Linked DNA regions of Mus musculus: all the other regions are linked to region 2. The links are chromatin contacts, called in public HiChIP or PLAC-seq maps. All regions are on one chromosome and are shown on one strand. Each heading gives the region's core, a stretch centred on a gene start, on an enhancer-like site or on the middle of the called end of the contact. The rest is flanking DNA. Distances are from core to core; before and after follow the strand shown.

The links. HiChIP or PLAC-seq counts read pairs in DNA pulled down with a chosen protein or histone mark.
Region 1: an H3K27ac HiChIP or PLAC-seq map of acute myeloid leukemia shows a contact between it and region 2, with 2.8 times the contacts expected there. The contact joins two enhancer-like sites. A contact is called at or near these places in 1 of 39 promoter capture datasets (embryonic stem cells), 1 of 15 datasets of contacts at CTCF or cohesin (large pre-B cells), 1 of 484 Hi-C or Micro-C datasets (brown adipocytes), 16 of 115 datasets of contacts at active chromatin or transcription factors (the NIH/3T3 cell line, the SCID.adh cell line, SST interneurons and 12 more) and 6 of 9 other capture datasets (adipose tissue, embryonic stem cells, embryonic tail and 3 more).
Region 3: an H3K4me3 HiChIP or PLAC-seq map of the SCID.adh cell line shows a contact between it and region 2, with 9 read pairs. The contact joins two enhancer-like sites. A contact is called at or near these places in 1 of 39 promoter capture datasets (liver), 3 of 484 Hi-C or Micro-C datasets (the G1E-ER4 cell line, bone marrow-derived macrophages and double positive thymocytes), 6 of 115 datasets of contacts at active chromatin or transcription factors (the SCID.adh cell line, embryonic basal ganglia, embryonic forebrain and 3 more) and 1 of 9 other capture datasets (liver).

Annotation. Positions count from the first base shown.
Region 1 is chr2:35,897,627-35,901,097 of GRCm38.p6, forward strand. All of the region lies in intron 4 of Ttll11 (tubulin tyrosine ligase-like family, member 11), which reads right to left. The region is part of intron 2 of Gm35396 (predicted gene, 35396); the gene reads left to right. Among named protein-coding and RNA genes, the nearest start is that of Gm35396, 16 kb to the left of the region's middle. Within about 2 kb of position 1,460, at least 91 of the 459 cell types and tissues checked have an H3K27ac peak or open chromatin away from gene starts, as enhancers often do. A contact at or near this core is called in the SCID.adh cell line and acute myeloid leukemia, where this site is marked.
Region 2 is chr2:35,679,104-35,682,285 of GRCm38.p6, forward strand. The region is part of intron 3 of Dab2ip (disabled 2 interacting protein); the gene reads left to right. Among named protein-coding and RNA genes, the nearest start is that of Dab2ip, 59 kb to the left of the region's middle. Within about 2 kb of position 1,353, at least 195 of the 459 cell types and tissues checked have an H3K27ac peak or open chromatin away from gene starts, as enhancers often do. A contact at or near this core is called in the G1E-ER4 cell line, the SCID.adh cell line, acute myeloid leukemia and 2 more, where this site is marked.
Region 3 is chr2:35,831,393-35,834,865 of GRCm38.p6, forward strand. All of the region lies in intron 6 of Ttll11 (tubulin tyrosine ligase-like family, member 11), which reads right to left. Among named protein-coding and RNA genes, the nearest start is that of Gm10829, 8.4 kb to the right of the region's middle. Within about 2 kb of position 1,514, at least 93 of the 459 cell types and tissues checked have an H3K27ac peak or open chromatin away from gene starts, as enhancers often do. A contact at or near this core is called in the G1E-ER4 cell line, the SCID.adh cell line, double positive thymocytes and 1 more, where this site is marked.

The sequences.
Region 1 (3,471 bases), core at 210-2,709, 220 kb after region 2:
ACCCTTCGGTGTTTGCTGGGAAAACCCTCAATCATGCCTTGAACTCACTTGGGCATCCCCTCTGGGAGCCTTCAGTTGGACAGTTAACTCTCTCCCCTCATCTCATGTGAGCACTTGGACAGCATGATGTATACAGAGCAGGGATTATCTCTGTGAGTCTTTCACACTAACCGGAGCACCCCTTAGAGGCCCTGGCCTCGCCTTGTCCTTAGCTACATGGCCCACACCTATCTCAGGTCTCATCTCAGTGGGTACCCAGGGAATGTGATATATTGCAAAGGAAGAAAATAACATAGTCAGAGTGGACAAGGAATGCTTTACAGAGAAAGAAAGTCTTGAGCTGTACTTTGGAAGGTACTGAATATTGAAACTAGTGAATAGGAGTGAGCAGGCCAGGCTGGCAGAGACAGAGGACCAATGGTCCAACCAGGGAGGCACTGGTGACAACCTCTGGAGAGGAAGCAGATCTGGTGTGGAAGAACCAAGGTTGAGGCACAGGGGAGCTAGGCAGCTGGATTGGGATGCGACAAACACCAGGCTAAGGTCTTGGTTTCCAAACTTGATTCCAAACTTTTATCACCAATGTCCTAGTTAACATCAAAATGAGGATAGTTGCCGATTTACAGTAACTTCAAGGTTACTGTAGGTGGGTAGGTGTGATAACTGTTGTCAGAGTAATAAACACCCATATTCTCACTTATTAAGTGACTGCTGTGTATTGGGGGCTGTTTTACACAGCTCCCTCTTGCTGGAGTGTGCAACAACTCTGGGGTATGGCTACAAACAAGCTTGCTACTTATAGCTAAAAAAATCCAGACTAGAAAAGGTTGACTTGTCGAGCTCGCCAGCTACAGTTGCTGTAAGCAGGAGCTGGAAGAAGCTCAACCCAGTCCATCTGAGAGGGAAACCCCAGCCCTTGACAGCCCCTCCATCCCCCACCCCAATACACTGATTCTCAGCTTCTGCCTGGTGATGTGTATAGGCTGTGGGGTAAGAGAGAGGGTAGAGGACACAGGAAGAGGAGAATTATACTAGGCCTTAGGAAAGCTCTATCTCTAGACATCCAACAGGAGGGTCATGGCTAAAGACAAAATTAGACACGGAGAACAAGAAAACTATACAGTTCAAGCCACAAAGTGTGTTCCCTCTGTGTGTGTTTCTGCCACATGACTGTCTACACCCAGGCTGACCTTGATATTTAAGCCAGGGTCACACTGCTGCCCTCAAGACAGCAGATGTGAGGCTCTGTGGCTGGGGCTGCCTGGGCAATGACAAGGCAGAGGCTGAAATGACAGGGCAGCTGTGTTCCTCAGCAGCAGATTACAGGAAATCTGACCACAGCAGAGCCGTGCCAGCTGTTGCTTGGCCACCATGTTTTCCAAGTCATTACTGTGGTCATGGCTGGAACAGGGTCACAGTCACATGCCCCAGATGAGTGTAATTTGGTTGGCCAGGGTTTACGCTCTGTAACGCTGCCATCTGGCCAGGTCTTGCTACAAGCAAGAAAGACCTGCCCAGCTAAGAAATAACTTCCTGCACTTGTGCCGAGTCTCAACAGTATGCAAAGTGTTTCCTGTGTCATCCATGTCTCACAGGAGTTGGGTGCTGACCCTGTAAGGCAGGGGAGGAAGCTAAGTTCCTGAAGAGTTAAGTGACTTAGGACAGGTCACGTGGCAAATGGACATCAGAACCATACCATGGAAACCTCAAGGTCTGCCCGTGTGTCTAGAGCCCAGCTAACAGCATCCTGAAAGGTGATTCAGACAGAGCAAGCAGGAGTGGACTTGGCTCTGAGTAGGTTCCAAATCCTCTCCCTTACTGCGTATCCAAGGCACTCAGAGCAACAGATACCACTTGACACCTTCTTAAAGCCTCTTCACCTACATCACTTCCCAGTGTGCACACGTGCACGTGTGCACACACACATGCACGCGCACACACACACATGCACGCACGCGCGCGCGCGCGCGCACACACACACACACACACACACACACACACACAGGTGTGAGTGTGCAGAGGGAACCTAAGACACACTAGGTGGTGAGAAAGTCTCCAGTACTTACTATACCAGAAAGGGCTTCATTCCTAGCCTGTCTCATCACCCTGGAAGCGTTTAGCGTGTGGTCAAATAGTGGCAAATGGCCATGAGGTTCTGAGCCCATTTGCTAGCTGTGACCCTAACCAAAGCAGTGGCTCCTGATCTGGACTTTCAGCCCCTACAGCTGGCCCTACCCCAACCTTGGTGGCTGTTGTTGCCTGTCTACTGCAGGACACACACATAATGACCACCCGGTCCTCCTTGCTGGGCCTCTGTGGTTTGGTCATGCTTGCCTGGCCCCATGGGATGCTCTTAGAATAGCCAAACAGGCATGGCCACACTTGTCCTCAGGGATGAACCCAGGGTGTGACCCTCACTTTGTGGTGGCCTGGGTTGGGACTTCTTTGTTCTAGCACTGTCCTGAAGTCCTCCTCAGTAGCCCTTTCTAACCATCTCCTCACGGCTATTGCAAATACCTGCTTAAGAGCTGCAGGCTCAGAGAGCAGGATTGGCATAGGACCATGGATGGGACTCGATGGGACAATTACTACTTCTCACACTGTCTCAATCCCTGGCCAGAGGCTTTCACCTGATGATCCTGCTGATGGGGGCAAAATCCCTGAGTCTCTGGATCTGGAGCAACCCAGTGTGTTTGTGGGCTGGTCAGTAGGTGTCTATCTATGAGAGAGACATTGCTCTGACCCCTCTCTTCACTCTCATCCCTTACTGCCTTCAACCCTTCTAGCTGAGTCAGGAAACACCCAGATCTCCTTTGACAGAAAAAGTGATAAACTGTGTGTACTTATGTGGTGTGCACCAGTGCAAGCCAACCCATGCCACTAGCCCCAGCAATGGGCCAGACCTTTGGGCCATTGCCTGTGAAGGAGCAGGCGCTTCAGAAGGTGGGAGTCACACTGGGGCTGATATGAAGCTCGGAAGCGAGTCAGATAAGGCAGTGTCCTGTCTGGGGGGACATATATGCATGACCACATGTAGTTCTGAAAGTCGAGGAAATGGTCAACATACCATTCAGAATAGTGGTTATGTAGAGGATGGGTTGGGGAAGAGAATATGGAAGAACACACATCGGAGCTGGGCAGTGAGCTGGGTGTGATCATTACAAATATGTTCTGTGTTGTTCTATTCCTCACACATCACACACACACACACACACACACACACACACACACACACCCCACCCTCCACCCCACTCTCGTCATGCTATGCAACAATATGAAAGATTATGAGGAGAGGATCCCAGAAGTCCATCGTATCTTCTCTTGCCTGGTCTGACAGATCTGGTGACAGGAAGGGTGTGCCTCATAAGTGCCTAGTCTCCATGCCCCTGTCTTACCCCTGAGAGCTATGTTTTAAAAAGCTGTTTTACACCATACTCCATTTCCTTCCCTCTCACAAACTGGCTGGCTGCC
Region 2 (3,182 bases), core at 103-2,602:
CCCATGGCGGGCCTCTTTGTGCCAGGTGCTTTGTTTTCGGAATCAGAAGTCTAAGAGGCAAGCTTGCTTCAGTGCTGGGTAAAGGGTGTAGAGGGCTTGCTGTACTTATCTAAGGTCCTGAGGCTAGTACAAAAGAACTGCCAGCCTCACAGCTCTTAAGTCCTCTGGTGGACACAGCCTATTGAGGACTGGCTGGCATCTCCTCTCGGCTGGGTTGGGTAGGCTGTTCTCTTAACCATGGGTAAGAACTACTGAGTGTCCAAGAGAGCACGACACATAGAGTCCTGCAGCATCTCTAGGTCCCTGGCACTGATGACACAGATGTGCAAGTGAAGCCTTCATGTGGGCCTGGCCACTGCTGAACTAGGCCAGAGGTAGAGGTTGTTAGACCCAAATCCTTGCCCATGACCATTGTCTCTGTAGCTCCTGAAGGGCAGACCTCTCATAGACAGCCCAAGTGCCAAATACACACATTCATTGAGCACCTATTGCATACCCATTGAGCACCTACTGCACGCCGTGTACCGTGCCAGGTGCTGGGATAATAACTCTGGCAGGGCACTTCATGCTTCCCACGGCTCCTCTGGATCTCATTAGGAGGTTGAATCTCTCCAATTGGATATTTATTTTCTTGTTTTCCAAGTAAGGAGACTGAAATAGAGAGGAGAGTGGCTTTGAGGTGACACCCGCAGCCACCAGCAAGGAACCAAGCCCATCCTGAGCCTTGACCTCTCCCTGGGTTGAGGGTATACTCTGGGGACTCGCAGCTGTTTCTTCCCAAAACTACATGCTGAGATGGAGTTTCAGGAAGCCAGGCCCACAGAGAATCCGTATCCAGGAGAGCAGGACTCCTGGGGCCACAGGAAGCACCTGCCTGGTCCTTGTCTCCACCCAGCAGGAATTGGTTGTTGGGGACAATTGTCTGTGTTTGGGGCAAGTCTGAGGTAGAAGAACAAAGAGAACCGCCTCTGCCAATGCAGCTCTGACCTTGAAAACCCCGTGGAGCTTCATTTAGTGGAAAGAAAGAGGGAAGAATTGGTTACCAGCTTCAAAGCAGGGCAGGCGTCCTGCAAGCAGCATCGGTGGAAACCTTGCCTTTGTGAGTTCTTGCTGTTGAATTCTCTTTTTCAGCTTGACAGAAGTCCTGGGGATCTTTGTTTGGCTTGGCCAGAGTTGCAGAGATGCCAGGATCACTGCTAACCTTGCCTGGACACTCCAAAGGCCTAGCCTTTAAACAAAGGTCATACAGTGAATGATCTCAGAGACCTACACACAGGCTGAACGTTACCAACTCATATGTCCTGCTGTCAGAGTACCCACCTGTGGGAGGGGCCTAGGATCGAAGTGAATCAGTTTGTACTGGCTGGGGGCAGGGCTTTGCAAGGAAGCAGTGTTGCAATCAGGATATCCTGGGCGGGTAAAGCTGGGGCTGACCTTATTTATCTGCCGTTTTAGTCTTTATCCACACACATTGGCAGGTCTTTGCTGTGTGTCAGAACCCACTGTGACCCTAGGAGAGGGTTGGTATGTTGTGGGCCCTGCTTTGCCCATGTGACATAGGAACCCTAGCTGAGGCGCTTCACAGCTGTGGTGACAATTTCAACAGTTTGTAGGGTTGTGTCCTTCTGGGGTCAGAGATGGCTGCTGGGCTTTGGTGGCAGAACTTTGGGCATGGAAGAGAAAGTTCTAAACTTGGTTTTTGTGACATTTGAAAATTTCGCATCTTTAAATGTTGGCAATTGATTCAAAATTTAAAAATGTCATATACTGTGTGGTTAAACAAAACATGAATGTTGACCAAATACAGCCTGCCCTCCAGTAAGAATCCTTTATGGTATGGTTGGCTGGAGTCCAGGAGGCTAGACGGCACCAGGCCAGGCCTTCTCGTAGAGGGGCAGGGCAGAAACAACGGAACCCGCTACCGTTTATTTAGTAGACTGTGCTTGCCCGGCTGTGAGCTGGCTTGGTCCCAGTGGTGTGCAGTGCCACCCTGAGAGCTTCTAGCCATGTTCACTGCCCCCTGGGTACTTCCCCAGCCTTACTACATAAATGCCCCTTTGGCCAGACAAGGGCCCAGAGAAGAAAAGTGGCTTAAGAGACTCCCTGGTGATACCTGTATCTTGCTCTTAGGCAGTGGTGCAGCTACACAGCTGTGGGATGATACTGTCCACACATGTGACCTTGCTGCTGTTAGCACCTGCCAACAGGGCAGGGCAGGCCCTTCCTGTGCTGCTAAGGAGAGCCTTCTCAGGGACCTTGTGCCCCGTGCTCTCCACCTTCCATTGTAGGTTCCTGCTTCTCAGAGCCTAGATCACCTCTGGCCTGGCTAAGGCCTGTCCGGGCCTGTAGGCATAACTTTCCCTTTTGTCTTTCTCCATTGGTTGTCACACTTTCTGTAATCTGTGTTTGATTTACAGAAGATCACCTGGTGCCTGGTCCTTCAGACTGTCCTCCAGGCTTAAGAAACTAATTATTCCTATAGTGTATGCGAAGCCTTAGGGCTAGAGTCAGAGGCAGCTGACCCTCAAGGCATCAGACTACAGACTATAAGTCATCAACAAATTCCCTTACTATATAGAGACTACCCATAAGTTCTGTGACTGCAGAGAACCCTGACTAATACATTGGTGGAACCCCTACAGCCAGGTTTTCATCCTCAGTGTGCGGAAGCAGGAGGAGAATGGAGAGCACCCCACCACTGCCCCTGTATGGCCTTGAAGGGTCTACTACTCCCAAATGCCTGTATCTGAGGTGGGGCTCCTGAGTGTTTCCCAGCCCTGCCTTCTGGGTGCTGACCTGAGTCAGGCAGAGGTCAGGGGTGATGAGAGCCATATTAGCCAGCTCTTAATCAGAGCACTCATCTCTGCCCTCCCATTCTCTTTCTTTATCTTCACTTAGCCTTTTTCAATGCAGAGATAATTAAAACCAGAAGTACTCAGCAGATTCCCACCCCACCAAAACCACCCTTTCCTCTGGAGAAAGATTGCAGGGGCTCACAGAAAATACTGTCCCTGTGCCTGGACCAGGTGCCATCCTCCTGTCCTCAGTTTACTTGGTTGGAAGGCCATGCAGTTTGTGCACCCTTGCAGTGAGCATTCCTGCCTCGCCTACAGCCCACAGCAGCTGGGCTGGGGACGTTCTCTAGGTATTCTAGTCCGTCCAGGAGTGGCGGGGGTTCTGGA
Region 3 (3,473 bases), core at 264-2,763, 150 kb after region 2:
AGTACCACATGGTCTCTGTGCTTTGCAGATGCTGAACCTCACTCATAGCAGGTGTCCTGGGGCAGGGGTGGCAGTCAGGGGTGGGGTGGGGTGGAACAACACTTCGCTATTTGGTTTCTGCAAATGCAATTTGGTAAGTCTCTTGCATCATGGTTTTCCCTTGTTGAGAACATCTGGTATTTAGCTCTCACTGGGGCTTATCTACGGCGAGCTTCCAAACACTTCTCTATGTAACATTCTGCCACCCTGTATGTTGGCTTTAGAACCTTCCAGAGCCTTCACAGCTTCCTGTCAGATGAGTGTGGCAGTTTAGAAAGTGGTGCTACCATCACTGTGACTGCAGATAAGAGACCAACCCCAGCCACTTTCTTTAACACACATTTGTCCTCACCACAAAGGGCTGAGGGCTCCCGGAGAGAGTGACACTGAGCTGTCAAGACAGAAATGTTTGCGGAAAACATCTTTTCTGTCCACCCCCTTTTTCTAAAATAATACTTGCCTTATAAGTATTCTAACTATTTCTCTTATAAATGAGCATGTTTTGGGTTACATAGGAAAGAGCCTAGACATCTTTGATTGTCTCGGATATAATGACTGTTTTGATTAACGAGGCAACTTTACAATAGGAAAGAGGCAAACCACAAAATAAAACTCTGGCTAGCGCGTCTTGGTATTTCTGAAGAACGTGTGCCAGACTTGGTTGAGATCCTGAAATGGTCGCATGGGGCTGTGTTTTGTAATGAGGAGGGGAGCAGGTTTTTAAACCAAAAGATAGGTCCTAATTTGTGTATGACAGTAGGACCCTGTGTCCTCAACTCTACCCCTAGGTTCCCCTCAGCTCTACAGTTCAGCCAAAGCAAGCAAGTTCCTTCTGTAAGGGACATTGTCTGGTCTAGGGAAATATGGTACTGGACTCTGAGACTCACTGAAGAATCGTTCAGAACACTTCAGGTCATGTCCTCCAGGGATGTTTGCACATACCAAGAGATGTTCAACCCTCCAGGTTTTCTTCCTGTCCCCCTCACCAGGTGACAATATCATGCTGCTTACAATCCTCCAGTTCCCAGTCACCACGGTGTTCTCGTGTTCTCGCTGCCTTTCTGAGCAGAAGGCTGCTCAGAACTCCTCTCTCTGACCCACAGGCCAAGAAAAGCCTTGCTGTCACTGAGATCTAGATCTCTTCTGGGTCCACAAAGTGGTGGATATCCAGTGACTTTCTTAATTACGTGTATGCTTTAGGTGGGATAAGTTTCAGGCCTTTCTGTGACCTCCTCTGATTACCACGATGATGTTATGGGCAAGAAGTTATTTTCTTTATTTGGTAAACTAGGGATTTGAGGCTCAGAGAAATTAGTAAGATATGCCCAAGATTACAGGCAGAAAACAAAATAAAGAGCCAGGATTCGAGGCTAGCTGTCTCTGCCTCCCATGGTCTTCCTACCGTGCTCTGTAGACTTGGCTGAATTCCTTCCGTGTGTGTAATGTTTGATAAAGACTACATTGAACTGTGACCCGCCGGTCGCCCATTCTGCACTCATCCGGCTCAGCCCAGACAAGCAAGCAGGAGCAGGGGAAGCTTGCCTTCCAGGGCTCGTGATGATTTGTGGCGGGTGGCGTTCCTTCTCTCTTGTTTTTCTTGTGCTTTCCACAGTGTGGGGCCCAGCAGTAAGAATCTGGGAATCTTGCCTCTGAGTTCTGTTTTCTTGGACCAGTCTGACAAGTGATGGAAGTGCTTAGGGACCAGACCCGGCTGAATGAATGACTTCTATAAACTGTCCAGATCCTGCATTGGTGAGAGGACCAGGAGGTGAAGCCAAACCACACAGTCTACCACTGTCTCCTGCACCCTCATCTCTGCCACTTATCAGAGAAAACATAGAGCAGACACTATCTCTTTGAAGGGGTTTGAGTCCTAGAAAATATGAGCTAAATTTTAAGTACAATTTTAATTTTAATGAAAGCTTCAGGGAGTGCTGTTTGTTTGTGTTGCTTATCTTTCATACCTGGTGATTAAGTTAATTTATGCTTAATGGAAGAGGGTATCTCTAATCCCCAGACAGACTGAACATCTGTCTAGGACTGTGTTTCTGGAAGCCGTGAGCTGCTAGAGATGGATGCAATGAGACCAGGGCGTTGCTGAATAGACACCCGAAGGCTGTGCAAGGAGGACCAGGGACATCATCATGTCTGCCCAGTGCTTGTGCTGAAACCAAATCAACGTTCTGAGCATCTCGTCTGTCACTCCTTCAGTATCCTGCCTCCCGCTCTTTCATGTTATTCCCTGGATGGAGCTATGGAAAGGAAGTTGGGCTGCCGGGTATAGATCTACCATTAAAGCTAGCTACTCCCAAACCCCTCCCACATCTGTGCGTGTCTGCAGTCCCAGACGCTCCCACTTGCATGCACTCTCAGCTGGCTCTCCCAGGTCTGGAGGGAGCAATCATTCTCCTGCTTTACATTTTGGGAAACAAAGCCTCCAAAGGCTGAAGTAGCTTGCCTCAGAAACACAGCTTCTAAGCACCAAAGCTAGTATTGATCCAAATTCAGTCTGTTCTTGTTTTTACTCCCATAATAATGGATCAAACCACTTTGTCATGTGCTCTTGTAAATAAGGCTTCATTGGAACACAGCCACGTATATTTAAGCATTGTCTATAGTTACATTTCACATTGCAATGGCTGTCTCTTTGCTTCATGGCCACAATGATGTGAGTAGCTTTCTCTCTCACCACACCCTTCTCCCATAACTTTTCTGTCTCGTCACAGGTAGAAAAGCAATGTAGCTAGCCAACCACTGATTGAGACTTCTGAGACCATGAGCCAACTAAATTCTTCTTGTCTCTTCAACTATTCTATTACAGTGACAAGCTCATGACTAACACACCATCCCCACAGTGGCTCCATCATACAAGGGACCTGGGACAGAATGTGTGACTTATTCCCTCTCTAACACGTCAATCTCCCTGTAAACGATCCTTCCTCTCAGTCACAGAGCAGATGGCTGCTGGCAGAGGCATAGGATGGGCTGCACCACACATGAGACTAAATGTTCACACACCACAGTGAAGTGAAAAACACAAAAGGTGTGTGTGTGTGTGTGTGCGCGTGCGTGCTCGCGCACGCTCGCTGGTGTGAACATATGGAGATCATGCCTTTATGAAACCATGCTGACAACATTAAGTTCAATCATGTGAAATTGCAGACATTTTGACACATGGAAGTCCCAATTTCACATTTAATTGGTGATAATTGGTATTTAGGAATTATCACTACATGGAGACATAAAATGTTGGCAACTTTCTTCATGTTAGCTCCTGTGTGTGTGTGTGTGTGTGTGTGTGTGTGTGTGCATGCACGCATGAGTATGTATGTGTGCATATTTACTTATCTTCTACAAGCAGCAGCTGGCCCCAAACACCCTCATAAATTTTGGCAGTAGCAATCAAAATTTAAAATCACCTATTCTTTGACCTA